Regions from separate parts of the Mus musculus genome. Here all the other regions are linked to region 1. Evidence: chromatin contacts called from public HiChIP or PLAC-seq and promoter capture Hi-C data. All regions are on one chromosome and are shown on one strand. The core of a region is the stretch at or near the end of the contact, and the rest is flanking DNA. Distances in the headings are between cores, read along the strand shown. Region 1 holds the start of Farp1 (FERM, RhoGEF (Arhgef) and pleckstrin domain protein 1 (chondrocyte-derived)). Region 2 holds the start of Mbnl2 (muscleblind like splicing factor 2). Region 3 overlaps Dock9 (dedicator of cytokinesis 9). Region 4 overlaps Dock9 (dedicator of cytokinesis 9).

What was found. Promoter capture Hi-C pulls out the DNA fragments that hold promoters and counts their contacts. HiChIP or PLAC-seq counts read pairs in DNA pulled down with a chosen protein or histone mark.
Region 2: a promoter capture Hi-C map of cranial neural crest shows a contact between it and region 1. The contact joins the promoter of Mbnl2 here to the promoter of Farp1 in region 1. A contact is called at or near these places in 2 of 39 promoter capture datasets (cranial neural crest and liver).
Region 3: a contact with region 1 is called in a promoter capture Hi-C map of liver, with 5 times the contacts expected there. The contact joins the enhancer-like site here to the promoter of Farp1 in region 1. A contact is called at or near these places in 8 of 39 promoter capture datasets (the 3T3-L1 cell line, cranial neural crest, embryonic stem cells and 4 more), 5 of 484 Hi-C or Micro-C datasets (the N1E-115 cell line, Sertoli cells, adipose-derived mesenchymal stem cells and 2 more) and 4 of 115 datasets of contacts at active chromatin or transcription factors (T-cell acute lymphoblastic leukemia, embryonic forebrain, embryonic limb bud and 1 more).
Region 4: a contact with region 1 is called in an H3K4me3 HiChIP or PLAC-seq map of forebrain, with 4 times the contacts expected there. The contact joins the enhancer-like site here to the promoter of Farp1 in region 1. A contact is called at or near these places in 7 of 39 promoter capture datasets (the 3T3-L1 cell line, 3T3-L1-derived adipocytes, cranial neural crest and 3 more), 1 of 484 Hi-C or Micro-C datasets (adipose-derived mesenchymal stem cells) and 4 of 115 datasets of contacts at active chromatin or transcription factors (T-cell acute lymphoblastic leukemia, embryonic limb bud, forebrain and 1 more).

What each region holds. Positions count from the first base shown.
Region 1 is chr14:121,032,232-121,039,653 of GRCm38.p6, reverse strand. Farp1 (FERM, RhoGEF (Arhgef) and pleckstrin domain protein 1 (chondrocyte-derived)) reads right to left here and starts at 4,080. Exons shown (of 27, transcript NM_134082.3): 1 at 3,729-4,080.
Region 2 is chr14:120,271,209-120,278,630 of GRCm38.p6, reverse strand. Mbnl2 (muscleblind like splicing factor 2) reads right to left here and starts at 2,962. Exons shown (of 8, transcript NM_207515.2): 1 at 2,726-2,962. It overlaps Gm52122 (a long non-coding RNA gene), which reads left to right. Exons shown (of 3, transcript XR_003951151.1): 3 at 7,362-7,422.
Region 3 is chr14:121,585,327-121,592,748 of GRCm38.p6, reverse strand. It overlaps Dock9 (dedicator of cytokinesis 9), which reads left to right. Exons shown (of 54, transcript NM_001081039.1): 38 at 801-937; 39 at 6,407-6,522. Among named protein-coding and RNA genes, the nearest start is that of Slc15a1, 84 kb to the right of the region's middle. Within about 2 kb of position 2,673, at least 44 of the 459 cell types and tissues checked have an H3K27ac peak or open chromatin away from gene starts, as enhancers often do. A contact at or near this core is called in liver, where this site is marked.
Region 4 is chr14:121,563,750-121,571,171 of GRCm38.p6, reverse strand. All of the region lies in intron 46 of Dock9 (dedicator of cytokinesis 9), which reads left to right. Among named protein-coding and RNA genes, the nearest start is that of Slc15a1, 62 kb to the right of the region's middle. Within about 2 kb of position 4,086, at least 53 of the 459 cell types and tissues checked have an H3K27ac peak or open chromatin away from gene starts, as enhancers often do. A contact at or near this core is called in embryonic limb bud and forebrain, where this site is marked.

The DNA.
Region 1 (7,422 bases), core at 2,831-5,330:
ATTTTAAAAAAAGAAAAAGAAAAAAAAAAAAGAAAAAAGTAAAGAAAAAAAAATCCAGGGACTAATTTAAAAGAGCATTAAAAGCTAGGCATGTTTATTCATTCAACAAATATTTACCAAGGGCTTGCTATGTTCCAGGCACTAGCCTAGCTCTGGAAATAATGAATGAGAAGGAAAAGCTGAAAGGACTTCTGACTTCTGAGTCTTCCTCTGAGGTTGATAATAAGTCACCTTTATGAGAAGCATTTCTCCAAAAGTCTTCAGGATAAACAAAGTGACTACTGCTATACAGGGTTTATTGATATATGGCAGAGTTCATTAAAGGCGACCTAGTTGGGCCTGTGGCATTTTTGTTTTAATGTATGCACAAGTGACAGGTTAGCACATAAAATTCTATGTAAATGATGAATCACACATTAATTCCAAACCTTGCAGTCTGTAATTTCTATACCACAGCAGAATCCAAACACCACTGAAATTTCATGAGCATGCACCCAATGTCATGGCTGGTCCTTCCTTTATTTCACAAGTAGCAAGCTCAGAAAACCGTATTTAAACAATGTATCAATCATATACTTTGTTCGAAGCATCCCTTCCATAACAGTGTCTACTGACTCAAACAGGGAAGGCTATCTCCACTAAAAGTCCGCTTCTTCTCATTGAAATGATCATTCCTCCCCCAGGGGGCTTTTTGATTTAAAAACAAAAGCAGTAATCGCCATAAGTGGCTAGAGAAGTTGGCATTTCCAGTCATCTTAATGGAAACCATCTGGCTCTTACCTTGGCCACATGGAAGTGGTTAACGAGGGTTACAGTCAAACCTGTGTCTCAGAGGGCTAGAGGACTACAATCTAGTAATGCCACAGCGTAAATGTCAGCCATTAAAGGGCAAGGAAAAGCAGTTCAACCACTTATGTTCAAGAATCTACTGGGAGATATCTCTCTCTCTCTCTCTCTCTCTCTCTCTCTCTCTCTCTGTGTGTGTGTGTGTAATCCCAGCTGGCCTCAAATTCATTATGCACGTATAACCAAAGGTGACCTTGAACACCTGATCCTCCACCTCCAGAGGACCAGTATTACAGGCAGGAGCCACCACGCCTGGTTTATTGGGAGGCTAGGGACAGAACACAGGATGAACACTCCGCTAAGTAAGCTTACAGCTCCTTTTCATCAAAAGTACCAAACCACAGGAAGTACCAACACAGCCAGAAGACCTACAGTCTACTGAGGTCCTGCAAGAAAGGACTCCCAGGACTCTGACACAGGGCTGTGGAGGCCTCTCTGCACTGTAGCATCTTCTTTTAGAGAGGAGTTCTCAAAAGTGCTAAACCACTGTCTGCAGCAAGCAAAGTCAGACAAAAAAGATTGGTTTAAGATGGCCAGTGCATCATGCCAGGGAAACACTAAGTCTACAGAGTCACAATCTTCTTGATCCTCTCCGAGTATTACCAGGCTAGTTCTCCAAAGTAAAACCAGCACGCAAAAATTCAGGTTTTCTTTTTCCTATCTAGAGTTCTCCAACATCCACTCATTTTCCCAAGTGAATTTAACGACTAGGCTTTCTTCCCCGCACCCCCTCCTTTCTGTTATTGAGATTGGAATTAAGGCTGGCCTTGAATTTATGAGCCCCCTCCTTCTGCCTCCAGGACACTAGGATTATGTGGCCCCATACCTCCTTGTCCTTTTCAATATTACTTTTAATATTGAAAAGCTTCATCTTTAAATATTGTCTCTTGGATAATGTGATGAAAAACAAGACAAAAAACTGTCCCAAAAGAATATCCTAGTATTGACACCCAATAAGAGAATATCAGTATAGAAAAGTACACTAAAAATAGACATGATATGCACACCTATCTATAATCCTGGCATTCGGGGTAACTGAGACAGGAAGATCTCCAGTGAGACCAATCAGGGATACACTCTAAGATCCTATCACAGAAGGAAGTGGGGTGCAGAGGGGGATGTTTACATCGTATATCTAACTTCAGAAGGATTCCAACTTACAGAACTCCTAAATCTTAACAGCATATCCCAAGTCAGAGGAGCACACTACAGTTCTGCACACACCCCCACCCCCACACACACCATGAGAAGGTAGTTACCTCATCGATGACCAAGTATTTCTAGCTTCCTGTGGGTTTGGCAGACATCTGCTCACTATCTACTCCACCGACTCCCCCAGTAGACCAGTCACTGCCCAATAATGCTTCTATTTATTTTACCCAGAAGCAGAGCTATTAGCCAGACATACTAAAAACACAAACGTTTCGTTGTGCTTGGAGAAGGTCCAATATTAGTGTCTTGCTGCAGACCGATGCTGCAGGAATATAAAGTGGGCTGTGTGGATGCCAGACCCACGGAAGACGTGCATTTTCAGAGACCCACCCACCTGAAAAGCTGAGGCTAAGATGCCAGCAAGAAATGTGGGGCTGAGGGGAAAGACGACAGGGATTTGAAAAGGGCCCCACCTTAGCTTTCAAAACACCAAACCAATTTTTAAAGGCAACTCCTCAACTAAAGCTTTCATAATCCAAAAGGCTTTCCCCCTCTTTCTCCATTCCTTGTTCAGATAGAAAAAGAGAAGTAAGACAACGCTAGGGGAATGTTCTGAAGTGGGCTTGGCCAAGTCCCCACGTGCAAAGCACATTAAACATGGCCCATCGTTGGGTCGAGGTTATGGTCAGAAAACGCTGCCTACTAAGGGAGGGATTGGAAGTCTGGAGGGTAAACCATGGGCAGGGGCCAGGTTTAAGGTTGTCAAACGCGGTAAACTAGCACGGAGGAAGGCTGAAACAAAAATAAATGAAACAGCCGGAGGCCACTGAACTCCGGAGCCGGAGCCGGGGAGGGGAGGAGAAGCTGAGCCTGGTAAACTGTTCCAGATGAGAGGCAGTTATTCGCTCCCACATCTTCACCAGCACGTCTCAAACCTCGTTCCTTTGTGAGCCCTACCTCCCTATTTTCTAGGGGGACTCTAGAAAATCCCTGCCAGCCGTGGTTTCCGGGTCCCAACAAGGAATCTGGTACTCCTCCACGACCCCTAGGTCTAAGACTCACCGGGGTCCGGATGGATCACAAGGCTAAAGTTTTCCGAACTTAAATCGTAAAAAATCACAATCAGAAGTTCTGAACTCCCCGTCCCCCCACACAAAAATAATAATATATATCCTGTGCTTTAAAAAGGGAGGGGGAAACTTCCCCCTCCATAAGGCAGAGAGTAAAGAGAAACAAGATCTAACTTAAGAGGGCGTGTTCCTCTTTGTCACCCACCGGGAGGTTCTCGCCGCCCGTGGGCGAGATGCAGTGACCCGGCGGCACGGCGGCACCCGTGCTGCCGGGAGACGGACCTCCAGAGCCGAGATTGCAGCCTGAGGTCCGGAAGAGGCGTCGGGGGCGCTGTCACCCGGCAGGGTGGGATGGGAGGAAGCGGGGGAGGGGCGCCCAAGGAGAGGAAGCCAAGCTGGGGAGAACCCACGAGCTCAGAGCCCCGCAGCCCAGGTCCGCGGAGGTGAGCTCCACCGGTGCCCGAGGAACCGTGGCTTCTGCTATTGTTGCGGGGCCTGCGGCCGCCGGCTACAAAAAGGACCGTTCCCGTGGACTCCGCAGCCAGCTCGGCCGGCGCCCAGGGCCGCGAGCGCGGGGACTCGCACAAGTTGCCGCCGCGGCCCGGTCCACCCAGGCGGCCGCCCTCCCGCCGCGGTCATTGTTCGCCGCACGCCTCCTACCTCGGTGGCTCCGGGTCCGGGCTGCGGGCTGCGGGCTGCAAGGCTGGCGAGGGCGCGGCGGCGGCGAGCGAGGGGTCCCCGCGGGCGGCGGGCGCGCGAGCTAGGCAGGCGGCGGCCGGCCGAGGTCCGAGCCATCAAAGGTGGCGCGGGGCGGAGGGGAGGGCGGAGCAGGCGGGGTGGGTGGGGAGCGAGCTCCGGGTCGCCGCGGCCGCCTCGACGCCCGGCCCGAGCGCCACTCGCGTGGGGAGGAGCGGCGCAGAGCGGGCGGTGGCCGCGTCCCCGCCCCGCACCTTCTCCGGGCTCCCCGCTCCCCGCAGCCGCTGCGCCCGCGCCGGGACCAGCCGCCTCCGAGGCTGTTGAGCGGGAAATGAGGGCCACCACTGCCCCTCCCAGGGCCTGGGCCGAGCCCTCGGCAGGGGGAGCCTGGGCACAGCCTGGGGACGGCGGAGAGCCACAGCCCCCTCCAGCGTCCGAGCCGTGACCTGCGCCCGCACAGCGGCCCCGCCCCGCTCCGCCCCGCCCCGGAGGCAGGTGCGCAGAAAGGTGGACCGTGGGCAGGGCCACGCCACCCTGGAGCTGTGCCTTACTTGGGCGTGTGGCAAGAGCTGGTGTCTGAGCTGCACCACCAAGCCAAGAGCGGGAAGAAGCGCCACCGCGGAGACGCGAGCGCTAGTCGCTGGTGTCCAGCGGGATGCGGAGGCCCGGAGGGAGATTCGTGGCACTGACTCCGCAGGTCGCCTTTGGAAGCCTGACAGAGAACTACGACATCACGTGGAAAGCGTTTTACAAAGACCCACGAATTCCGCCCCCCACCCCTTCCAGGCCACTAGCGCAGGCTTCCGGCACCACCCTAAGCGGCGCGGTATTCAATGCCAGAGACACAGGTGCCACCTCTGATGCTGCTCGGGCTCAGTGCCCACCACCTGAGCGAATCCCAGGACAGTGCCCAACCCCACCTCTCTCCGACCAGGGACAGCAGAATGCCCTGCTTAGTGTGGCGAGATTTAGAATGACTTGCAGTTATTTGATTCCGTTTTTTTTTCCCCCAGAACTTGGTGATATAGTCGGAAGATTCATGATCAGAAGGCCCACGATACTAGGTGACTTTCAATCACTATCCCCACCCACTAGGTGCCATTTTTCCTTCGTCCTTCTTCCCTGTCTCTGTCTGGGAAAGATCTTGGGCCACTGACCGTATGGAACACAGGAAAGCCTTGTTCTGCCGGATCCAGAGGCTAGTGTGGACCCGCCCCTAGAGCCAATTTGGCTCAGATTCCGGTCATTTTCCACCCTGGAGGAGTTCACTGACCTCAGTCGCAACTACAACGGAGCTACAACTGAACTTAACCAAGTGAAATTGTCTCTGTGGCTAGGGAGGGAGGCTGAAGACATGAAAGCTTGATTATCAGAGAGGGGCACCTGTAAGTCATGGGAGTCAAAAGCAGTCTGCGGAGGGTTGGGGCTGTTTCTTGCATGCTGCAAAATCCCTCTGGCCTCTGGGGAACCAGACAGGCCTTGGGCGATTTGCTAGAGAGAATCATGGGTGGGTTGGAAGCTAGCTCTGTGGCCAAACTGTGTGTGGCTTTACAAGTATGGGTGAGCTATTTTCAGCCAGTAATTTTCTTAAGTGTAGTGGTCAAACTGCCACCAAGAGCAGCAGCACTCGATTTTAAATTCCTCTCCCACTCCTCCCCAGAAAGTCTCCTCATGTAGCCCAGACTGGTCCTCGTGCCTCTACCTCTTAAGCATTAGGATTTCGGTCTGAACCACCAGGCCCAGTAAAGGAAAGCAAATTCAAGCAATTATCACACCTTAAGAACCGCTATAATGGGGAACCGACCACAGGTTCAGAGTCTCTTCACAGGATAAGAAGACAGTGGCCAGACTGATTTCTGAGGTTGGGACATGACATGGATGGGTTTAAAGTTATTACAGGTTATTCCCAGTGTGCAGCCTGGCTTTACTAACAACCTCTGATGCTGTGGAATCGCCTGGGAATCTTGTCCCAGTTCGGATTCTGTATCGGTCTGTTTCAAACATTCCGGGTGATGTATTTTGGTTGGTCCGGGGACTGTGTTGGCAGACATGTGCTGTGTCCCATGACTAAAGCAATATAGTACCAAAAAGGCAAACCATAACATTTCCCCAGTCCACCCTCACCGAAGATCCCCTTTTTCTACATTTAGTGTTTGGTTCAACTGACTTGAGTGTCTAGGATATGACCAGTTTGGTTTTGCTCTCAGAGTTATTTATTGGGTCTTTGTATGTCGGGATGTAGATGCCACCATGCATGTATGTGAAGGTCAGAGGACAACTTGTAGGAGTGGTTTCTCCTTCCACCAAGTGGGTTCCAGGAATCAAATGTGCATCATCAGGATTGGTACCGAGCACCAAAGCACCCTTACCCCACTGAGCCATCCTGTAGGCTCTGGCCATGCTGTTTTATTATCTCAGCATTAATAATAACTAAGAAGGTAACTGGTTTTGGAGGCAATCCGAGGGAGCCAGAAGTCTGAGGAGGAGCTGGTGGGAAGACGATCACTATGGAGATTAGGACGAGAGCCCCTCCATGCTCAGAGCCCCTCCATGGCACAGAATTCACTCAATTAGATTTGTCGCTATCACTTCAGCCCCTATAACCAAGGTGTCTCTTGTCGTAGCAAATCACATCTGCCTCTCGAGTTCAGAATATACTTAGGATGTTCTAAGCCGTGGGTGAAGTTACTTAGTCACCTATTATTAACCCTTTTATTATTTTATCTCTTAAAAAGTGATTCATGCTGATAGTTCTAGTACATCGAAGGATGAGGCAAGAGGGTGCTTTTCTGTGACAGACATTTCCTGGGGAGACACAAAGCACAGGGCCACTCTGCCCAGAAAGGAAACAGGCCAAAGTCACAACGGTACCACAGCGCAACCTGGGGAGCCAATGAGAATGTATTGGGGTAACTAGCAAGAGTGTGGGTGAGCAAAGACATGGCCCCAGAGTAGCTGTGTTACCAAAGAGCCTGCCCCAGCACAGGTAACCACAGTACTTACAGGACATTGCACAGGACTGGTGGGAGAAGCTCCTGACAAGCATGGGGGCTGCTAGTTTCCCCCCAAGGTCAGCTTCTCAGACCTGTGAGGTTTGTTTACTTCCTGAGTTTCAAAAGATGCCCCCTCCCCCTGCCTGGGGGGATGTTTCCACTTGAAGGAAGAGGCTTCCAAGGGGTGGCAAGTTAAACATCAGCCTGAACTTCATAGGGACATCTTGTCTGTCTGTCTCCCTCCCTCCGCCCCCCCCCCCACAATTATTTTCTTTGTGGAGAGCATGCACTGTTCTTGCAAATGACCTGAGGTCAGTGAGCAGCACCCACATCAGTCAACTGCTTTCCATTCCAGTTCTTCTGCATGTACACATAAATAAATCTTTCAAAACAGAAACAGGTGGATATGGTGGCATGTGCCCTGATCTTAACACTACCAAGGCAGAAGCAGCCAGATCTCTGTGAGTTTGAGTATAGCCTGGTCACTATAGTCAGTTTCAAACCAGCATGACCTAAATAATGAGACCCTGGTCTCAGTCTCTGTCTCTCTCTGTCTCTGTCTCTGTCTCTGTCTCTGTCTCTCTCTCTCTCTCTCTCTCTCTCACACACACACACACACACACACACACACTTGCAGATCAATCCTGTGCATACATAATAAAAGA
Region 2 (7,422 bases), core at 1,713-4,212, 760 kb after region 1:
CCCGCTCCCCATTCCTGCTTGAAATCCAGAGTACCTGCTCTTGGATCTCTATGGCGCTCCCAGAGCTTGGGACTGGCTGGGAGCCATGTGATATTGATTTGTTTTCACCATGGCAACAGCAAATTAAAACAACGAGCAGAGTGAAGGCAGGCTGTTCAGCAGTAGAGCCGCATGACCAATATATTTCACAAGCATCTTTTCCTCCCTTCCGCCGGGTTTTAGCTCTCCTTTCCGCCACACTCATAGATTTCTTACAAGACGCGAAGTCAGAACTGAAACTTAGGCCAGCACAACTCTAGGAAGCCCACTGCTGGCAGAGGTTGGCCTGCCCAGCAGCTTCTAGAACATTAGGTGAGACGGATGGAGGAAACGCTAACAACCATGCCTTGACTTCCTTGGAAATTTCATTTGTGGCTTAGGCATCTTTAGAAAATTTATAAGAAACGGAGAGACTGGAGGTTTTGTATTTTGTAGCCTTATATCTAAACAGCCCAAGACATTGCCCACAATGTTTCCACACAGAGGCCCCTTCCCTTTGTACTTTACACAGTGAATTGTCCCAGGAGACAAACAACTTTTGTTACTGTTGTTTGTACAAAACAGGTCCCTAGAATTCTAGGAGAGAAAGTGTAATAAGTATTAGGTCCCTGAAGAGAAACTGAGGTAGGCACTTGCTCAAGGCCACACTAAGTAAGTGGTGCAGGAGGGCCAGCTGGTAGTAGGGACTCCAGGGAACTGCAGTGTGCTCTAGCCCAAATTCTTTCTTTAAAAGGAACCTCAATAAACACTAACCTTTCTCCAGATCCGTACAATCAAGGGTGTGCAAGAGGAGTGCCACCTGTGTCACAGGGTTAACAGCAGGGACTAGTGTATTTTATTTCCTTTGAGCCATCTGCCTTAGGACACGGTGCTGTATCTATGAAAGCAGCTGTCACCCACCAGCCAATCAACCTTGAACTTGGTAGCATAACCTGGGCCTTAGGTAAAGTTTCCAGGGGGGCTGGGAATGGGCCCCCTGGGATAGGACCCCCTGGGACGGGACCCCCTGGGATAGGCCACACAGGAAGGCTTACTGAGCCACGACACAGAGCGAGTTAGACCAGAAAGAAAGTGAAATCCGGCTCCCTGAGGCAGGCCATGGCTTTTCTCTAGCCAAGCCAGAAGCCTGCAGAAAACCTGGGCAGACAGGCAGGTAGGCAAAGTTGCCCTATTTGGCCTGTGAGGGGGGATGGATGGGCTGTGGGTTTAAATGGGAAGACATAACTCAAGTCCTGCCAACTGGGAGTTCGAATGTTCCTGGCCTGGACATAGAGAACTATTCCTTTCCACAAGCTGAATAGAAGAACACACAGCAGAAATAGTTGGGGGATGACGTCAGGAGTTCTGGGCTAGTGTCCTGCACTTCTCCTTGAAAGTAAAAACCGTGGTACGTGGCATTGCCCTTATTTAAATGAGCACTGCTCTCCCTCAGAACGGAGCAAACGAGAGGAAGAAACTTCCTCTTACATAGATGATAAAATGTCTCATTTAATTTTTGTTCCTTGTTGCTGCCTAAATATAAAAATGCCCTAATAGACATTTTCCGACTTAATCTTTGTCTTTTAAAGAGACAGTAAGGCTTTTTTGAAGAACATTAGAACATTCACGGAGGTGGCAGTTAGGCAAGTTTTTTTTCCCCCCTTCGCTTCAGTGCTTGCTAACTATTCTAAAAATGTTACACATTTATTGTAAACACATGCTTCCAAGGCCTAACAAAAAAAACACGGTTTCCTCAGCCTGGCAGAAATTTAAAACGGAAAAGGGCAGAAAGAATTCTTTAACACAGAGAAAGCCTTCCCTTCTCCTGGGCCAAGTGTGTTAAAAATAAATCTGCTTCACCCTTTCCAGCCGCTGCTTCTCGGCAAGAAAGTTGATCTGGCTGGGCATAGTGAGAGCCCAGCTTTAAAAGCTAGCCTGCTCTCATTAAATTATTCTGCTGGCTGTGTGTTCTCATTAAAAATGCATACAGATCAGATAATTGCAGTAAGCATTATTAACCCAGCCTTACTTTTGAATATAATGGTTCCACTTTTAAGCTGGAAACAAAGACAGAGGCTGCCAGGAAAAGCAATGTAAACATTGAACCACAGTGTCTAAGACTAGCCAGGAAGCTTCCTCTTCTGCCCTGGTGCTGCTTAAAATGTGCTTTTGAAACTCAATTAAAGCCATTGCCCTGTAGCACCAGGGTGGCCCCCAATTTCCAAGAAACAGACATATTTTCGTCCCAAACGTTCAGCCGATGATTATTTAAGCAGATTTTTTTTTTAAATTCTTAATTTCAAGTATGTTTTCAAAGAACAGGAAACACGTAAACTTTATTCTGTAGCCCACTCTGGCAGTAAAAAACCTCCATTATCTTAAGATAATCCTGGCCTGGATCTTTCAGATAATTAAAGATAATAATAATAAACAAATCTGTCCTTTAAATAAATAAATAAAAACCTCGGTTTTTTTTTTTTTTTTTTAATGCCTCACCCTAAACGGGCGGCGTAGATTCCAGCTTTGCCGTTTCTTGTTCTCAAATCCAAACGTTACGTAAAACTCCAGGGTTTCCTGCGAGTATTCCGTTCGAATTAGTGGAATCGGTCTCCCTGGCTTCCCTAAGCACACACATGGAATGCAGCATACTGCAGCAAACTCTTTAAACATTAAAAAAAAATTGGGGAGGGGGGGTTGTTTCTCCTACCTTGTTTAGCTCTGCTCGTCTTCCCCATGTACAGTAACCCCAAGAACATCTGGCAGGACCGAGTGGCCGTGGCTTCTCCACCGCATCATGAGGAAGGGGGGTCCATGCAAATAGTTCTCCGTCCCTGTTTATTGTACTCTGCGAGCCGCCGGCCGTGGCTGGAAAATTTTACCTTCAGATGATGAAGCAAAGACAGTCTAAACTCTGTTGCTGTGAGCTGCAGCCCTTCCTTCCCACAGGCCCCGCCCAGGCTCAGCCCACCAATCCCCGGCCAGCTCGTCAGCCCTCCTCGTCTGAAACTGGTCCTCATAGGATGACTGACACAGCAACACAGCGCTGGCAGGCTCTGAAAACAGTGCGTCCATACTGATGGAAAAGGGATCTCCCTCTCCGAGGAAAGCAGTCATAGCTCCGAGACAAAGTGGCACATAATTGGCAGAGCACAGAGAGGGGTAGCTCAGACAAATACGCTTCGAGACACCCAGCCCGTAGCTGGGAGTTGCATCATAAACACTCCGGGAATCACGAAACTCCTAAGATGGCCAAGAAATCCAATTGGATCCCAAACTAAAGTCTTAGGGCGTTTGAGGAAGCATACTGACATAGATGTACACATTCGTTTGTGAGACAATTCAGTGTTTTTCATGCAAAGTGATACCTTACGAAACATTTGCAGGCAATTTCCATGACGGAGGGAGGCTATAGCCAAGTTGGATTGCACACTGAAGACCAGACCATGCTTGAAGCCCCAGCACACAGCTTTTCTAGAGAGCTGTCATTTCAGTGGCTACTTACTGGAACCCATATATTTTCCATCTAAGTTTCCAGAGCACTAGAGACTTCAATTAGGGGATGCCGAAGGACAGAACTGATATCTCTACATTAAGCTTTGAGGCTCTTGGCTGGCACCCACTGGGGGATTAACTGTGTCTTAACCTTCTTAGATGCCATTTGATAAATGCTCATACGTTGCCCATCCTGTCTTTAGTGCCGCAATGACTGCTGGAGGGCGTTTACTGCTGAATACACATGGCACTGACCTAAGGGACATCCTCCATTTTCAATCTACAAAGGTTGACCCACAGATGCCAGAGGTTCCCTAAGATAAAGCAAGAAAAAAAAGAACGGAAAGGGTTATTTTTTTCTTCTTCTCAGTCAACAGCATTTCTGCATGCTTTGAAAACAAAAACAAAAACATATGGCATTTAGAAAACACAATAAGCACACATTTTCCTTCCACAAAACACAACATTTTGCATCTTAAAAATTAAGTATGAAGGTCCCGTGACTAACTACAGGCAAGAACAAAGATCCTATTCATCTGAAAGATTGAGCCTCTCTCTCTCTCTCTCTCTCTCTCTCTCTCTCTCTCTCTCTCTCTCTCTCTCTCTCTCTCTGCAACTGTTTAACGAATGCATCTGGAATGGAGTAACAGGGCAGAATGTAATGGTTTTGGTATTTTTAGATTTTGGAATTGTGTTCTTAAAACACATCATTTCTTGTGACTTGTGGACTAATTTTCTTCAATAGAATATCTTATTTTACTCCTCTTCACTTTAATCTCTAATATTGATTTTCATTTCTAGTCAATATTATCTTTGATAGGCTTTGGTTAAGTCTGTTGTTTTGTTTTGTTTTTCCTGGAAAGTTAAATTAGCTACATTTAAACAAGTGGAAATCTTTTTAAACTGTTAATACACCTATGCACACATACCTGAGTGTTGATCTCAAACTTACCTTCTTCCCCAGCTCCTCCTGCTTTTGACACGAAATCCCCATTTTTTACAATCTTATTACTTAGACTTTAGTCTCTGTCAAGCCCATTTCTCACCCAGAGACATTAAGCCTCTTAGTGTTCTCCTCCCAGCTCGGCCAGAGCCCTGACCTATTCCCTGTATGGTACAAAAGCTAATTGATAGCCTCTGGTCCTCAAGGCACGTCGGTTCTGGTCTTCCCTGTTGCCAGACAGGTTTTTCTGAAGTCATGTAAAGTCATGTTCCTTTTACACTCAAACCTGTCCCTCCATAAAATCCAAATTACAGACTTTCAAGGTCCTGCTAAATGTGGCCCCTGCCTTTATAGTCCACTTTAAGTCTGCCATTTTCCTAAATGAAGCTCCCTGCTCTCTACCCCATGTTCGCTTCCCCTCCTTACACACTGTACAGACCTCAGATCACCTGCCATTTCTTCAGCTATGCCGGCCTCACCCACATCAGCCTCTCTCATGTTCAAAAGGCTTCTGTACTGGTCGTTGTCCCAGACTATTTTAAGCCTCTAACAATGCAGCCTTGTGTAGCTAGCTTGCCTGAGCTGATCTTGCCATTTTAGAAGGCTAGGTCTGTGTCCTACATTAATTAAGAGAATGTGCACAAAGCATCTCTACAAAGGCTGGTGTGACAGAGCTGCACTAGAGGATGTCTGTCATTGGCGTAATTTCTGTGTTGGACAAGAAGTCACACACAAACATGCTGGTTATTTGGTATCACAAGAAACGATGTCACACTTACTGATTTATAAGAGCCAAAAGCCTGACACTTTTCTTCACTTCCCTCTCCAACAGTAACCTGAAATCCATTGTCAAAGTCTGTTGAGTTTACCACCTGAATATTTAGAACATTTTACTTTGTTTCTTCCTGCCAATGTCCTTCTGTTCACTGACATCCTTAACTCTTGAAATAGTAGCTGCGCCCTGAGGGCATATTTCTTTTCTTTACACTGCTTTCATCTTGTTTCCTCTTTTCCTCCCAGCCCTCCGTTTCTTCTTCCTCCTGTTCTTCTCTCTCTCCCTCCCACACCCTTTCTTCGTGAACCTGTGATGTCCTTCACACATAGAGCCTTGCATATAGTGTGGGAATTCTCCACCACTGAGCTACATGTAGTCCAGTCTTTTATTGCCCTTTTTTTTTTAACAATTTGACAAATGATGTTACTATGTTTCCAGGGTGTGGGCATCTCACTCTGTGGCCCAATCAGGCCTTCAGTCTGTGCTCCTCCACCCTCAGTCTCCAAGGTAGCAAGGATTCCCAGCCTGTGCCCTCAGCCCTGGCTGGGAATATGTCCTTGACCCTCTTCAGGTCCTTCAGAATACTCCTACAGAGCAATAACATTTTTTTAAATCTTATTCTTCATATTTCTTGACTTAAAACTTTATTAGGGACTGAAGTGTTCACATTCCCCACCCAAACTTTAGATGCTGACGAGCTAACCTTGCAGAATGATATTTTGAGATGGGCACTTGGAAAGTTAGGTTCAGATGATGTCACAGGGAAGGGATCTTCCTGAACACATTTCGGGTTTTATAAGAAACTATCAAGGAAAGGGCTTTTTCTTTTCTTCTGACTTGGGGGAAAAGATGTCATTCTTCAAGCCAGGAGGAGAGTCCTCACCAGATGCAAATCTTCCTTGGACCTACCCCTCAGAGCTCCAGTATTCAGTTATGAGAAGATGGATTTCTATTACATAACCATATCATTTTATGGGATTTTGCTACGGCAACAGTCCTAAGCTCAGATACCCAGAGCCTGTGTAAAACCAGCTGTGGCAATGCATATCTACAAACCTAGGTCAGACGGCAAGGAAGGACAGGAGAATCTTTGGAAGCTGGTGGGTCAGCTAGCTGTTCAGGTCCATGTACACAGCAGTGAGCAGCAGGAAACCCTGTCTCCAACAATGGGAGAAGACTGACACTCAAAGTCGTCCTCAGTCCTCCACACATGTGCTACTGCATTCACATACTATACTCACACAGATTCGAACACCCATGTCCACATCATGTGCGTGCACGCACGCACACACGTGCACACACTCACACCCCATACATACATATACACATTTATACTACACACATACACACACATACACCTACATCTCTCTCACACACACAGACATACTAAACATACATATACACATACATATATACCCACCCCTCTCTCTCACACACACACATACCACACACACACCATACATACATATATACACATACACTACACACATATATACCACCGCTCTCTCTCTCACACACACACATTACACATACCTATACACACATACATATATACTCACCCCTCTCTCTCTCACACACACACACACACACCACACACACACATCTTACATACATATACACATATATACTACACACATATACACCTCTCTCTCTCTCTCTCTCTCTCACACACACACACACACACACACACACACACACACACACACACACATATCTTTGAATTTCTCTTAAGAAAAATGTCTAAGTTCTTTCCCTGCCTTCAAGGACTCCGTGGAGCCTCTGCCTTTCTGACCTAATCACAGGCCATCTTTGCTGGGGACTATTCCTTGACCCACAGGCTGAACTTAGGTCCACCTGTTGTTTTCTCTCCACGTCTGAGAACTAGAGAGCCATGCTTCTCAAAATTCTATGGTGCACACACATCCCCAAGGGATCTTGTTAAAATGCAGATCCAGTCTCAGGAGTCCCTGGGTGGAGACTGAGACTCTGTTCTTCTAACAAGCTCCCAGGTGAGCCTGCTGCTGCCTGTCCACAACTTCTCTTCAAACAGCAAGATTTTACGGACGCTTCTCGCTCTGTCGCTCTTACTATGGTGTGTGGTTATACATTAATTTGGTTAATTATTTATTTCAGGTTTACCTTCCTTGTCAGCTTGTGAGCACCAGAAGGCAGCAAGTTCTCCCATGCATCTAAT
Region 3 (7,422 bases), core at 1,424-3,923, 550 kb before region 1:
CCGCTGCATGTGACCGAGATGATGAACCATGACATGAACACTGTCAGTGTTTGCCCTGCACGGCGCAGTTGTGTGAACACTGTGCCTTCTCCTTCACTGGAAAGTCACCCCACAGCATGCAGCTGACGGTCGTCCATTGCATGTTCCTGTTGAACACACAGTAACACAGTGAGGGGCTTGGTTGGCTCCGGGACGGGGGACAGGTATCCTGCTCTCCAGTCAGGTTCTGTCTGCTCTGGCAACGGTACACTATAGGGAAGTGAGCTATCTGATTGCTAACCCAGATACTTTTCTGTTTTCTCTACTTGACTGCTTGACAAGTTTAACAAAGTGTGTGACACTGCCTCCTGCTTGGGTAAGACATAGGTGTTCAGCTTATTCATTTAACCCCTGCCATTGCATGTGTGTCTTCTGCTTCTTTTGGTGAACTGGTTTGGTTTTTTTTTTCAATTGGCATAATAGTCTGCTCTTGCCACATGTAATTCAGGGAGGTTTGCAGTGTTTTCTTAGTTGTCAGAATACTGTTATCTCCATACTGGAATGAGGTTCTCTGAAAAGTTGCATCCCTAATGAATGTACTTTCTCAGAACGAGAGAGACTCTGCCTTGGCTCGATCTTGCTGCTTCGAGGCCTAGTGGCTTTGCTGTGCACTGTTGGAGCTGCTGGCTGTCTGTCCCTGGCCACATGGCTGCATGTAGCCTGACTGCCCCATGTACAACGCTCCAGCTTCACTAACTCTCCCGCCTCGCTTGGTGTAACGCGTCTAACGTTGCTTCTTTCCCATTTCACTCATGTTACAGGAACCAGGAGGGGTTGGGACCCATAGGTCATGATCGAAAGTCTCAGACATTGCCTGTTTCCCGTAACAGAACAGGAATGATGCATGCCAGATTGCAGCAGCTGGGCAGCCTGGATAACTCTGTCACTTTTAACCACAGTAAGTCCCACGCCAAACCATCGTAACCGCCAAGCCATCTCAGAAGGGAGAGCCCCTGCCACACTGTACCGCGTCACCAACTTGATTTTTCTTCCAGAGCCAAACAAGTAGGAAGAAGAGTTCCCTCCTTGGAGGAGAGTCCTGTGCAGTGGGGGGGTAGCAGAATGTGGGGCCAAATCAACTACAGCACCCGTCTCAAAGTGCCCAAACTTCAGGCAGGATGCAGCAGATTCCGTGGCCAGACATTGGCTCGTATTTTTGTTCATTTTATTCTACCCTCTGCTGTCCCTCCTGGCACATCCGGGTCAGATTCGGTTGCCTCTCTCGCTCGGTGCATGTAATTGGTTGAGTGCCCACATTCTGACGTTCCGCCCGCAAGAGACCGTTAAGCCCGTGAATCAATTTGTGAGGGTGTGGAAAGCATCCAGTAACGAAGTGACTTTTTCTGTGTTTTCAGTGTGAGAAAGATATCAAGTGTGCTTGGGATTTCTGTAGACAATGGTAAGACTTAATCAGGTTGGGGCCGCTTCCCTTGCAAACAAGACCTTTCCATTCATCTTGCCTAACTGCAGGGCTTGCCTAACTTCACCATAGAGGTCTGCTAGTACGAGGGTCCATCTTTTTAATTCGTTTCTCTCAGTCATCCAGACACCTTCATGTGCTCCTGCTAGACGTTTTGGAGTTCGAATCTTCCTGAGGGTTTCTCAAAGCAGAAAGCCTAAAAGCACCAGCCACGCTGCGCGTGAACAATTAACACAGTCATCCTCGGAGTCTGACTTCCATCCCTGTTGCTTTCTCAAAGCCGTCCTTCTCTCTCCAAGCATGGCGTAGCGAGATCTTAGAAAATCATGTGTTCTCATCCCCAGCACTGTCTTTAATACATGGTTATTAGTTCTTCCCACCATCTCTAACCCGCTGTGGTTGTCATGCCTTTTTCTTCATGCAGACTCAGTATAAAAACAACACCCCCACCACCGTGTGGTTGAAAGGTAACACAAAGTGAGAGTGCAGAAAAGCACAGCAGCATGTCAGGTGTGGCGGCATACGCCTTTAACGCTAGCACTCCGGAGGGAGAGGGATGGATCTCCGTGGGCTAGCTCAAGGCCAGCCAAGGCTACACGGTGAGACTCTGTCTCAAAAAGCCCATAAGATAAAGCAGCAAACGAATACAGCAGCTTCCCTCACTTCACCAACAAAGTTTAACATAGCAGAGACGTCTCACTTAAGCCAGGGTCCTGTCGGCAGCCGCCTCTGGGGCTGAGGCAGAAAGAACCTCTCACACTTAGTGGTAGCCTGCACATCTACCGCATACTTGGGGCTGCAGTACTTGTGTTTTCAACTCTCTGTCTCTTAGCTCGATGAATGAGAGGTTAAGTTAAAGCAGGGTACGCCCAGGGTCTCGTGACCTTTGCTCTCATTCCCTGTTTCCGTGGTAGACCAAGGTTCCCCCCCACCCCCAACCCCACCCCCCGTCCTGTGGCACACATGCCACACTGCTAGATTTCCTTCTTCCTGGACTATATAACAGAGTAGTTTACTACACAGACACTGTGGAGGATTTTCACACAAGCAGATGGGGGCCCTATCTCAGACATAGTCACTGTCGACCCCCTGCTGTAGATGGACGCCGCAGCAGGAGCCAGAGACAGCCAGCTGCAGCTAGAACAGCCCTGTGAGCTGGGCTGCTCTCTCCTCTGCCTTCCTGCAGTCCATGGAGAAGCTGGTACCCTGCCTCCTTCCTTCCTCTGTCAGTTCTCAGTGGCATCCTGTCCTCCTGCGTGGTCAGGAAGCCATGTTCTCTGACTCCTTTCCCCTTGGCCTGTGTCTCTCCAGTCCCTCCTCCTGTGAGGTTGTTCTCCCATAGCTGAATGGCCTGTGTCTTCCAGGACTCAGTCTTTCTCCTGACCTCTGGTTCTGATGAGGTGGCTTTTACCCTTTCCCACCACCCTCTGTTTCAGCACATGGAACCTGGCCAAAAACATGCTAAGAGAATATCTTCCTGTATCTATCATGTGTACAATGTGTATGACTCATATGTATGCATATATACCTGTTCATCTCTACGTAGATATTCAGTGAAAGCTTGGGGCCATGCATGCCCCTCTACAAACAAAACAAAACAGAAACTTACACAGCTGTAAGCACAATGCCTTCTCTTAATCTAGCCAACATAAGTGAGCAGCCTGCCAGGGAGACACAGGGGCTGGGGTGAACTTCTCTCCATGGCCATTTCTTCCCTTTTTGTCAGACCTCAGCTAGGCCAGCAGGGGGCAGCAGAGGCCTGTGACAATCCGTCCTCTGTAGGCCTGGCTGCCTGTGCGTTCCCTAAATCCCTGGAGAATCCACAGTGTATGCTGCCTGTGGGACACAAGCATTTCTGAAAACAGTGCATCTTAATAGGTCATCTGAGATGGTCTGTCCGTTTATTGCACCTGGACTGGCTCAGATGTACGATGAAAGGGGCAGTCCCTGCTTGAAGCCAGTTATGTGTACCGCGCTCTTTGGGTGTCTTCACAGTGTGGGGCTGCATACTTAGGACCATTTCAGAGCCAGCTGGCACTTACTCTGTGGCATTCCTCAAAGAAGGCAAGCCGGTGCCGTGTTATTCACGGGTGACCTTGTACCTCATGGACCATGGCCACCAACAACTCTGAACATGACTCTTTCCGTATGTGAAGTTACAGGATCCAGCAAACTGTACATCATTTTGCCATAGAATATACTTTACTCTATACCCCTTGCTGTGAGGAAAACTTCTTGGCAGTTAAATGGGAACAACTGACTATTGACCACTTCTTATATTTTTTACATAAAGTATATTGGCCCCTCATAAAGCCACATGCCATTTGTTAACATATCTGAGATGGTACATCTCTGAGAGCTTACCTCTGCTTCCACGCATGCTTGTACACACACAAACACTGTTACAAAATTAAAACAAGTCTTACTGTAGGCATGATAGTGGCTTGAAAATTTTACAGATTTGATCTGTGAATGCTGAAGACTCCCAAACCAGCCCTCAGCTTGCTATCTAAAAATGTCACTCTCGACATTTTTTTTTTCTTGACATTTTTCCTGTTGCTCCTACAGGCTGAGCAAGGTGGAGGGAATTCACAGTGCTGCAACACACTATTGCCCCCTAGTGGAAGTAATGGTATTTTTGTGACTTTCAAATAATGTCCTAGTATACCATTATATTGTGCTCATATATGTACCTACCCCCAATACCCACCTCATTACCCTCCCCTTATCCACTGTCTTGCTAGTCCCAAGATGGTGTCATGGCTAGGCATGGTGTGATAGCTTAGAGAAATCTTGTCGTTACCGTATTTCTGTACATGTATACATAATTCTAACACGTAAGTAGCCTGGCACATCGATTCTGTTTTAAAACAACACGTTAAGTTCTGATTCTCTGTTTCCAGGCTTTAGACCAGGAGTAGGTTAGTGCTATGGGAACTGCTCAGTAGAAAGCCATCTTATTTAAAATGGCTACTTGCATGCCCTTAGCCTGTATGTTTTATAGAAAGAAAAGGACAATTCTATAAAGATAAAACAATAAAATCACCATTAAGCCATGTTCTAGTCTTAGCTCAGACCACAGCAGCTCCTTAAAGGTCGCTTTGACCTGTATACATATTTTTGGCTGGCCTGAGCACAGGTGTTGATGTTTTTGGCTTTGGTCTCCTCTTTCCACGGTTTATATCTCTTCAACAGTATTCCTCAATACTTCTTTCTTTCACTCTCCCTTTATCTTACCCCACCCCACCCCACCCAGCACATGAATGCCTTAGCTTGTGCGAAGGCAATACAGATGTCCTTAATGCACCTATATAGCCACCTTTCTTTTCTCTAGAAAACTACTTGTTTAAAAACAAAGAATTGGAATTAACATAATGTTAAACATATTCTATATCTTCATGAGGAGTTAGACAGCTCTGACACAAGGGGGACAGAGAACCACAGGTGTAAAAGCTCAGAACCACCTATTGAAAAGCAGAGTTGGATGAACACACTTGATAGAGCTTGCATGGCAGTCTTAAAGCATCTCTGTGGCTTTAAAAGCTCCTCTGTAGTATTTGTAGAACTATAGCTCATATTTCCTTCAGTCAGAACAAGGTCTTACTATTCTTTTCTTTCCTCTTATTTGCTTGTATCAGTTCTCTGGTACAGTGACCCAAATAGAAATTTGGAGTGTAGGTTCTGGGTTGAAGAGAACAGTTCCCATTAGTAATCTCAAGGAAATTCTATGGGTTTTCTGTACTTTATTTTTTGGATCGCTTTATTTTTTGGATGCCTTCCTCTCTGGAGTATTTAAATTAAAAAAAAAAAAGCGACCAATTAGAAAGTGTTGCTTTCTCAGTCTCTCCTGGGAGAAAGTCATTAGATTGTGTCCTGTTGTGTTGCCATCTTTCTGTATAAGCAACGACACCATGGTAACATCTTTACATCCTCTCTGTGTGTTTCTGCTAATACATTCCATTTCATAATTTAATATCTCAAATTGTTGAACTGCATTTATATCATTACTAAATTGATTTTGCAGCCACTGTTGAAGATTGAAATATTTGTATAAATTGTATATGATGAAGCTAAATTTTCATGACAAGTCCTCTGGTTCTCTTCTCTGCATAGGCATATCTTTCCAATATACTGGCTTTTACGCTTTTTGTTAAAGCAAGTAGAAGACTATTTGCAGTACAGTCAACTCTCGATTATCACTTGTGGCTCTAGACCTACCCACTTAATGCATTATGTTGCTCATTCAGTACGAGGCACATTTTTATGAACCTCACAATATTAATTTATCCTCACTAAGGTCTTTGAAGTGTGGATAACTTTACCCCTGTCCTATAGATGGGGATGCTGACTGGTAAAGAGGTTAGCTAACTTGCCCAAAGCCATACGCAGATAAAGAAGTGCAGCTGGACCGAGTGACCAGCTATCAGCCCCGTATCAGGTGCCTGTCACCTGCTCGGTAGGATGCTCGGAGCATTGTCGGCACTCTGGCCATTGTGACCACTCAGCTGTACGGCTGATGGGCCGCGTCTGTCCTGGTGGGCATGTTGGCACTGCCATCTTACTGCCTTGGAGACTTCATCAAGTCCTGTGGCCTCTCTGTGCCCTTTCCCTATCTGCAGGAAGTGTTTAACAGGTGCACACTTCACGGGGCTGCCGAGTAACTAACTGCAGAGTAATGTGGAGCTCCTGGGCTCAGCTGGCACGGAGCAAGCACGCTGTAAATGGCTGCTGCTGTCACTGAGCCTCTAGAGCTGAAACAGATGCTCCATGAATGACAACATTATTAATGCCACCTCCCTACAGAGCAAAGGGGGAAGAGGACTCTGAAAAGGGACCTTCTGTAAATAATCAAAAGTTGACTGTTACTGCCGCACCCCACGGCCCTGTTGCCTGTACCCCACCCCCACCCCCACCCCCAGACAGTAACACCGTTGCTGGTTCACACAGGCTACGGCCACTCAGAGGCAGATGTCGTTCACCAGTCGCTTCTCGAAGCCAACATCGCTACTGAGGTCTGCCTCACAGCGCTGGACACCCTCTCTCTCTTCACACTGGCTTTTAAGGTGCGTATTAAATGCACGCTGTTCAAGGTCAGATGTTTTTAATCTGACAGATCCACTCAGCTTATTAAACTCAGCCAACACCCAGCCAGGCGTGCTGTGTGGTTTTCCTTCAGCTGATTTTGCTTCTCTAGAGACTGTTAGTCTTAAGGTTCCCTTAATGCAGCATTCCCGTCGTGAGTGTAAGAAAGCTTAGCTGGCCCATGTGTGCTGCATGCTTGGAAATGCCACAGGCTGACCCTGGAGGCAGCTGGCTTGGCTAGGAGGAAACCCTTCTCCTAAGCCCTCCATATGATAACCACGGGAACGTTACCAGGCATTTATGCTTTGAATATCTGTAAATAATGGCCAAATGTCTTAAATTAGATATTTAAAGAGAGAGGCACAACTAAGTGTAAACTCATCTTTCTAAAATTATTTATTTATTACTAAATTAAATGGAAAAGCATGTCATGAAAAAAAGAAACGAAAGAGTTTTGGTCTGGCTTTTAAATTTAGCAAATAAGAATTAGGTTATTGATGCATGTTCTTCAAACCTTTGTGGTTTGGTTTTGGTTTTGGTTTGTTTTGCAACAAGACCAAAACCAGTTTTGTTTTTTTTTTTTTTAAAGTATTGAGTTAATAATCAAAGGAATGGGTTTGATTGTAATGTTTTTATGCATGTATACCATTGTACCGTGTTCTGTCTCTTAGGAGCCTAAGGCTTCCCCGTCTCTGCTCATGGGTCCCTTCCATTTCTAGTCTAGAAAGAAAACATTGGGTTAGTGTTACTATCTATGAATGTTGCAGCTATATATTTAGCTGCAAAGGTCTTAGGGAAATGTAACCAAAGTCCTGCTCCCCTTTGTTTTCTCTGTTTTATAAAATGTATTCCTTAGGCAGGGGCGGGGCTTAGCTCCGTTG
Region 4 (7,422 bases), core at 2,837-5,336, 530 kb before region 1:
TGTCCAGAGTCACCACTGAATGCAGAGAATAGTTAGGAATTCAACCCAGCAAGTCTCTGGTTTCCTCGAGACAGAATCACTTCTGCTCTGAAACAGCTGCTGGTAACAGACAGAATGTTCACGTCCATAGAGCATCTCAGAAGACAGAAGTCAGCAGATAGTCAGCGATTCTGTCTGTACCTCATCCTAGCGTCGGCACTTGTAACCCCATCTTACCTCCTTGGCTTAACTGGGAGTGTTCCAGAATGACCTAAGTCACGTGTGTTCCCTCACCAGACAGTGATTCTTCCAAACAGCATTGGTCACAGGAGAAGGGGACTTGGGCCCCTTGTGTGGTTGTTCTGTCCCTGGCTACCTGAGCATCCTTCATTCTGGAGTACATGCTAGGCTTCCTTGGCAGTGATCTGCGTGATAGAGATACAAAGCAGGCCAAGATGAACCCATAGTTTCAGATGATTTCTTCCCACTGAAGAAGGACACCTAACTCACAGTTCCCCAAGAATCAGAATTAGAAGTTATCTGAGTTCCTGTGTCCTGGGAGTTTCTGTTTTGACTTGTTAATTCGTCCATAAACTAACCGTATTTGCCCAGTGCTAGCCAAGGGGGCTGTGTAAAACAAGGAACCTGCCCCGCAGACTTTCATTTAGTGCAGTAGCACCCGGACTTGCATGTGCGTAGGGGTTGCTTGGTTGCTGTTATAAATCCTGATTATGCTTTCTGGACTCTTCATCCCCAAACTCAGTTAAGTGTGGGTGGGATACAATAGTCAGTCATTTTTTTTCAGTTTTTTTTTTTTTTTTGTATTTATACATACCAGAAGAAGGTGTTGGGTTTTCTAGAGCAGGAGTTACAGGCTGCTGTGAGCTGCCAGACATGGGTGCTAGGATCTAAATATGGGTCCTTGGGAAGATCAGCAAGGGCTTGCATTCTCTGCGGGCCCTGGGATCAGTACTCTAACATTCCAGGCGATGAGTGTCCTGGTCTGCACAGCACAAGTGTGAGGTAGGCAATGATAGTACACCATTGCGCAGCCTGCTCACAGACTCATTTATGCCCGAGCAGTAGATATGGAGATGGTGTCTGGCTCTATTTTAGTGATTACATTGATTTCATCCTAAGACAGAACAAGTGACATGTATGTGGAAAAGTTAGTATCACACACAAGCGCTTTCTTGTGTGAGAATTAATTGTAGTGCACATACACACAGTATATGCACATAGATACAGTTGTGTGGGTACACATCATTAGTGTGAGAAATTGCAGTCCACATACACACAGGTGTGTGTGTGCGCATACCAGTAGTGTGATTAACTGTGCACATACACACAGGTGTAGGGGTATACATCATTAGTGTGATTAACTGTAGTACACATACACACAGGTGTGGGAGAGTACACACCATTAGTGTGATTAATTGTGACATACACACATATGTGTGTGCACATACCATTAGTGTGATAGGTGTGTGTGCACACACCATTAGTGATATGTTTCTACAGACAGGTGCTCAGCACCCTCAGTTATATTAGTACAACATCCCAATGGATGAAACAGGCTAATTTGTTTTTTTAAAGCTTCCTCAATGGCTTATAGATTTCATGGATTGAGTTTTTTTGTTGTTGTTTTGGTTTGGTTTGGTTGGTTGGTTTTGGTTTTTCGAGACAGGGTTTCTCTGTATAGCCCTGGCTGTCCTGGAACTCACTTTTTGTAGACCAGGCTGGCCTCGAACTCAGAAATCCGCCTGCCTCTGCCTCCCGAGTGCTGGGATAAAAGGCGTGTGCCACCACGCCCGGCTATGGATTGAGATTTTTAAGTCTAGTCTAGTACCATAAAATGTGTGCTTGGATACACAGACCTCTCCTCCCCAGCCTGTTCCTGTGCATGTCGACAATTATGAGAAGTAGCTTAGTGTGTGTTTGCTCATGGTGGGAAGCCCATCCGGCATTTTGCTTGGCTGCTGTTCTGCCCATTGTGTGGCTTCCTTCTGGTTTCCAGGGACAGTGATTGCTGATTCAAAGTAAATGGAATTTCTGCTTAGGATTTCATATATATGCTCAAGTGTTTAGTTAGCATGTCTTAGTTTTATGACCCTTGTAATTTTATATTGATATATATGGTCTATTAAACTTAACTATCTGTGATTACTGCCTCTGATTTCTGTCCAAAGCCCTGTTGCTTCATGGAGGAGCTGTAACTGTCTAAGTTTAGGATTAGCATTAGTTTGAATAATTCTCCACCAATGCCTTGATGCCATGAGGAAAAAGGTTTAGTGTGCTGATGTGTTATTATGTGTATGGGTGTTTCACCTGCATGTATGTCCCTGCACCATGTGCATGCCCGTTGGATTCCCTGGGGTCAGAAATTACATACAGTTGTGAGCCGTCTTGAGGTGGTTAGGATTGAACCATGTCCTCTGGAAGAGCAGCCAGTGCTCTTAAGCACTAAGCCGTAGGTTTGCTCTGTTTGCTTTTAGTTTGTTTTTGATAAAACCTACAGTAATCCTGCTTATCGTAGCATATATCACCATTTTTTTTACAGTAAGAAATACATTTGGGCTGATAGGCTATGGATCCTGACCAAGAAAGGGGGGTGAACCAATGTTCCTCAGGGTGTAAATGTGGCTCACACACTCTTCCCTAGTTTGTGACGGCAGTGAATGTGTTTTGGTGACGATATTTCTGTTGATTTTATCAAACCTTGCCATTCCTAGCCACCCTGGGGAGGCTCCAGTTGAATGTGACATCTTTCTGTGCACACGTAACAGATTTTCCTCTAATGAATTTAACTACCTACATCCTATGATACATCATAAACTATTTGAATTCAGGCTCTGTTTTTTTAAACCACCTCATTTTCTAGGTTGTCTAAGACAGAGTAAAATTGTATTTAAATCCCTACCAGACAGTCCAATAGGCATGCGTGTGGGGAATTTTCTTGACTAATGCTCAATGTGGAAGGGCCCAGCCCCTCGTAAGTGGTCCCCCCATCCCCAGGGCAGGTCACCTGGGACTCAGTGGTTAAGAACACTTTCTGCTCCTCTGGAGGACCCAGGTTCAGTCCCCAGTACCCACACTGCCTGTAACTCAGCTCCAGGGCATCTCTTTTAATCTTCTCAATCCGTGCTTGCACATGGAAGACATACAGACGAGCAGATGTAAGTGAATCTTTTTTGTTTTTTCGAGACAGGGTTTCTCTGTGTAGCCCTGGCTGTCTTGGAACTCACTCTGTAGACCAGGCTGGCCTCAAACTCAGAAATCCACCTGCCTCTGCCTCCCGAGTGCTGGGATTAAAGGCGTGAGCCACCACGCCCGGTGTGAATCATTTTTAAAAGATACCTTTTTTAGAAATTATCTTCACTAGATGACTAATTTCTTACATGTGGAAAACTTTGAGTCTGCCACTGTGGTATGTTTAATCCTGCGTCTCCCTTGAGGGAGCTCCTCACGCCCGGATACCGGGTGCGGGTTCTCTAGCCCATCAAACTATGTGCCAGTTCTTCACAAATCATGTGTCTTAGTTAGGGTTTCTGTTGCTGGGAAAAAACACTGTGACCAAAAGCAGCTTGGGAAGAAAAGGGCTTGACTTCCTTCACTGAGAGAAGTCAAGGCAGGGACTCAAGCAGGGCAGAAACCTGGAGGCAAGAACAAGCATGTCTCTAGGGCAAGGAGCAATGGAGGGATGCTGCTTTGTTGGCTTGCTCTGCCTGCTCTTGGGGTATACTCTAGGACCACCTGCCCTGGGGGCCACCTGCCCTGGGGGTACCACTTACAATGGGCTGGGCCATTCCACATTGAACATTAATCAAGAAAATGCCCCACAGCTGTGCCTACAGGGCTGTCTGGTAGAGAGAGGCATTTTTTTCCATTTTTTTCTTCCCGATGGACTCTAAGCTTATGTGTGCCTGTCTTCCCTTCCCCTCATATTTGAGTGGATGCCACTTTTCTGAGTTCCTGATGAACTGTGAGTTCTTTACTGAGTTTGCTTACTGACATCTTGCAAGAACTCGCTACCAGTTCTGTCTCCTACACAGAGCAGGATTTGCTGTTCTGTGACACATCTCTACCAGCTGGTGGTTCTGAGTCTCCAGTGTGTCAGTTCTGCCTGCTAAGAATGCTTGCGTATTCCCTTATGCGCCCCACCCCACCACCACACGGCTGAACAAGACCCGTCTGTATTCCTGAGCTTTTATTGTCTCTATGGCAAACGCCTGAGAGGAAACCATTCACAAGGAGGAGAGATTGACTGACCAGCGCAGAGGCATCAGTGTGTGGTCTAAGGGCTCCATTGTTTCGGGGTCAAAGTGAGGTCAAATCATCACAGCAGAAGGATGTGAGGTGCAGAATGTTCACCCGATGGTGGGTGGGAATGAGAGAGAGAGGGTGTTCGAGGGCCAGGGACCAGACAGTCCCCACAGGGCTTCAAAGATGCATCCTTAGTGTTCCGTGAGGAAAGAACGTGTGGCATTAGTGCTTTGGGTTTTGAATGAGTGCAGGGGGTAGGGAGGGTGTTTCTTGTTTCTTTGTGGCAGGAATAAAAGGATAAATAGCAAGAAGCAGACACCAGATAGATAGAATATATCTGTATATTATACATTTTATATTATATTAACATATTTAACACTTAGAACGTCCCGCAAAAACAATTTGAATAGCCAGTGGGGAGAGAATCAGGCCACTGCGACATCCAGCAGAAGTGGCCAAGGAAGCCCCGCTGGAACCATCCCCCGCCCCCCACTGGAACCATCCCCTGCCCCACGCTGGAACCATGCCCCCTCCTCCATCGCGCTGGGTGCCTGGCTGAGAGGTTTCCAGGCCGAGCAGAGCTTCCTCTCCACAAAGATTCCAGCCTCTCTTTTCCACCCCAGGCATTCTGTTGGGAGCAGGTTAGCTTGTGGCTGTTCTCAAGGATGCAAGATTTTTAATCCCATAGCTGTTTGCTCTTCTCGTTTCTCCCTGACACGGGGTAGGGGTGGGGAGCCTCCCCTAGACACACTTGAGACTAAGACAAGCCCTCCTCACTCCCAAAGTCTGCTTTCAATTAGTTACCAACAACATACCACAGTTTACCAGCATAACTTCTCCCTAGCGACCCACATTCCCCATCCATGCCCCAACTCCTAAAATTCCCCTACCATCCAGACCGAGCCTTCAAGCACAACACCACTGAAAATGCACTCCCCATACTTGGTAGAAATCGGCTGAGCAGTTACCGGTGACAAAGACCTGACTTGAGTAGATTTGGTTTTGTATCCCTGGTGTCGAGCACGCTCCCTTCCACCACAGTAAGAGCTTGATTAAAATGTCTGGGGCAGGGGAGTGGCCGAATGGAAACTTTTTAAAATCACTTCCAACTTTTTTAACTCCTTGAGAAAATTTTCTTGTAATATCATATCAGAATCGTTGTAGATTCTTAACATTGCGGCATGCGTCTGTAATCCCAGCACTTGGGAGGAAGATGCTGGAAGATGATGAATTCAAGACATGCTGGGTCTGTATGGGTTCAGAACTGTGTTCAAGAAGGTGCAGTAGAGAAACTGGGAACATGAGAGAGGGGTGGAGAGGGGCCAGAGGCATCTGGAAGAGTCCAGAGCAGAGAGAGAAAGATGTGGGCTGAACATGACCAGTGGCCAGGGCTGAGAAGTGGGAAAGAACAGCGGAAAGAGGGAGAGACCTGAGATCCTGAGAGAATTCTAGAGAACTTTGAGTAAGACAGTAGGTGGGCATAAGGACAGCCAGAGACTGGACTTCAAGTGTGTAACAGGTACTGGTGATGCTGAGGGAGCCTGGAGGCAGCACTGATGTGCAGCCACACGTAGCTGTCTGTCTGTCTGTCCACCAGGGCTAAGGGAAATGACTCCTGTTAGTAGAGGGGACTCGGCTTCACAGGCCTGGGGATGCTGGCTTTTACCTGACTGTCAGCACTGCACCTATAGCCCAGGTTGAACTCATCTCTGGATATATGAACTGCCTTTTGGAGTTTCCTTTGCACCTGATAAAAACAAACATAATTTACTTCTGATTTTTATTATGCTATAATTGCTAAGGCAACAGAATTAAAGGTACCTAGTGTTCTTTTACGATCCACAATAAATAGGCGCGGTCATCCTCTGTCTCCACGGTGTGACCGTGGCAACTAGAAAAGCCAGCTGTACTTCTTCACTGAAAGTTTAGATTCGTGGTAAACCTGAATGAATGCAGGGCCCAAATGGATACACTGTAGAGTATTTTGAAAATAAAGCCAGTCCCCTTGGGAAACGGTTTCCTTAGACTCCTTCAGTCCCCTCTGCGCTTCCATGGCAACAGCGAGATGCAGTGCTTGGGAAATATGCATGGTGGGCCTGACCTAAGATCTGTGGAAATGCAAGGCTTTGATAAATCTCATCAACACCTCTCACACAAAGGAGTTACCGGCACCTGGTATTGCCAACATCACTGAGGAAAATATAAACCTGCTTCTCAGAGCTGCTTGGTTACTGACTATGTATGTCAGGGACTGTGAAAGAATATGCATCCTGGTAGTAAAAAGATCCTTTTAAGCAAAAATTAATACAAAGTAGAAGGTAGTCATTGAAATGTGAGATGCTTTAACTGGCTTATGAATTAACATACAGAACCTACAGATTCCATGGCATCCTGGGGAGCGGGTCCTATTCCTTCTGATCTGCCCAAACTCATTCTGTTCACAGTGACGACGTCAGTGTGACCATGAAATTATACAAGCCTTATTTTTATGCATTCTCGTCTAGCTTTTTTTTTAATAAGCAGTGGAACATGAAGAAATAATAGGTGCATTTGGTGAGCTAGACTGTCCATTAGAAAAGACTAGAAATAAAAGCAGGACAGAGATCTTTATAACGTAAATGCAACGGAGACAGGATGGCTATGAAAAGTTCCCTGGGTTCTCTGCATCTGTTGCGGTGGTTACTGTGTACATCTGCCTTTAATGAGCACTACAATAAAGCCCAAGACAACTGTCATACCTTTTTATAGGCACTGGTGGTGCAGAGTTCAGTCCCACAAATGACAATTTTTATGATGTGTGCCATAAATACAGCACAGGAGTTAAGTGGGCTTGATTGCACAGTATCATCTGACAGGCTAATTAAAATGATATTTTCTTTGGCTCCATAAACGATGGGCATTGGACCTGTGATGAACATTAGTCTACATTTGGGAAACATTGTATGAAATTCTGGAAGAACTAGTAAAAAATGAGGAAGGAGGAAGGCGCATGGGTGAGGCATGTGGCTCCATTGATACAGTGCTTGTCTGGTATGTGTGAAACCCTGTGTTCACTCTTCCACCCGTATAAAAGCGGATGAGTCCAACCTGGGATACATGAGCTGTTTCAAAACAATAATAATAAAAAAAAAAATAAAAAAGGAACCTCCCCTGTCCCCTCACCACCTGTAGCAGGTAGGA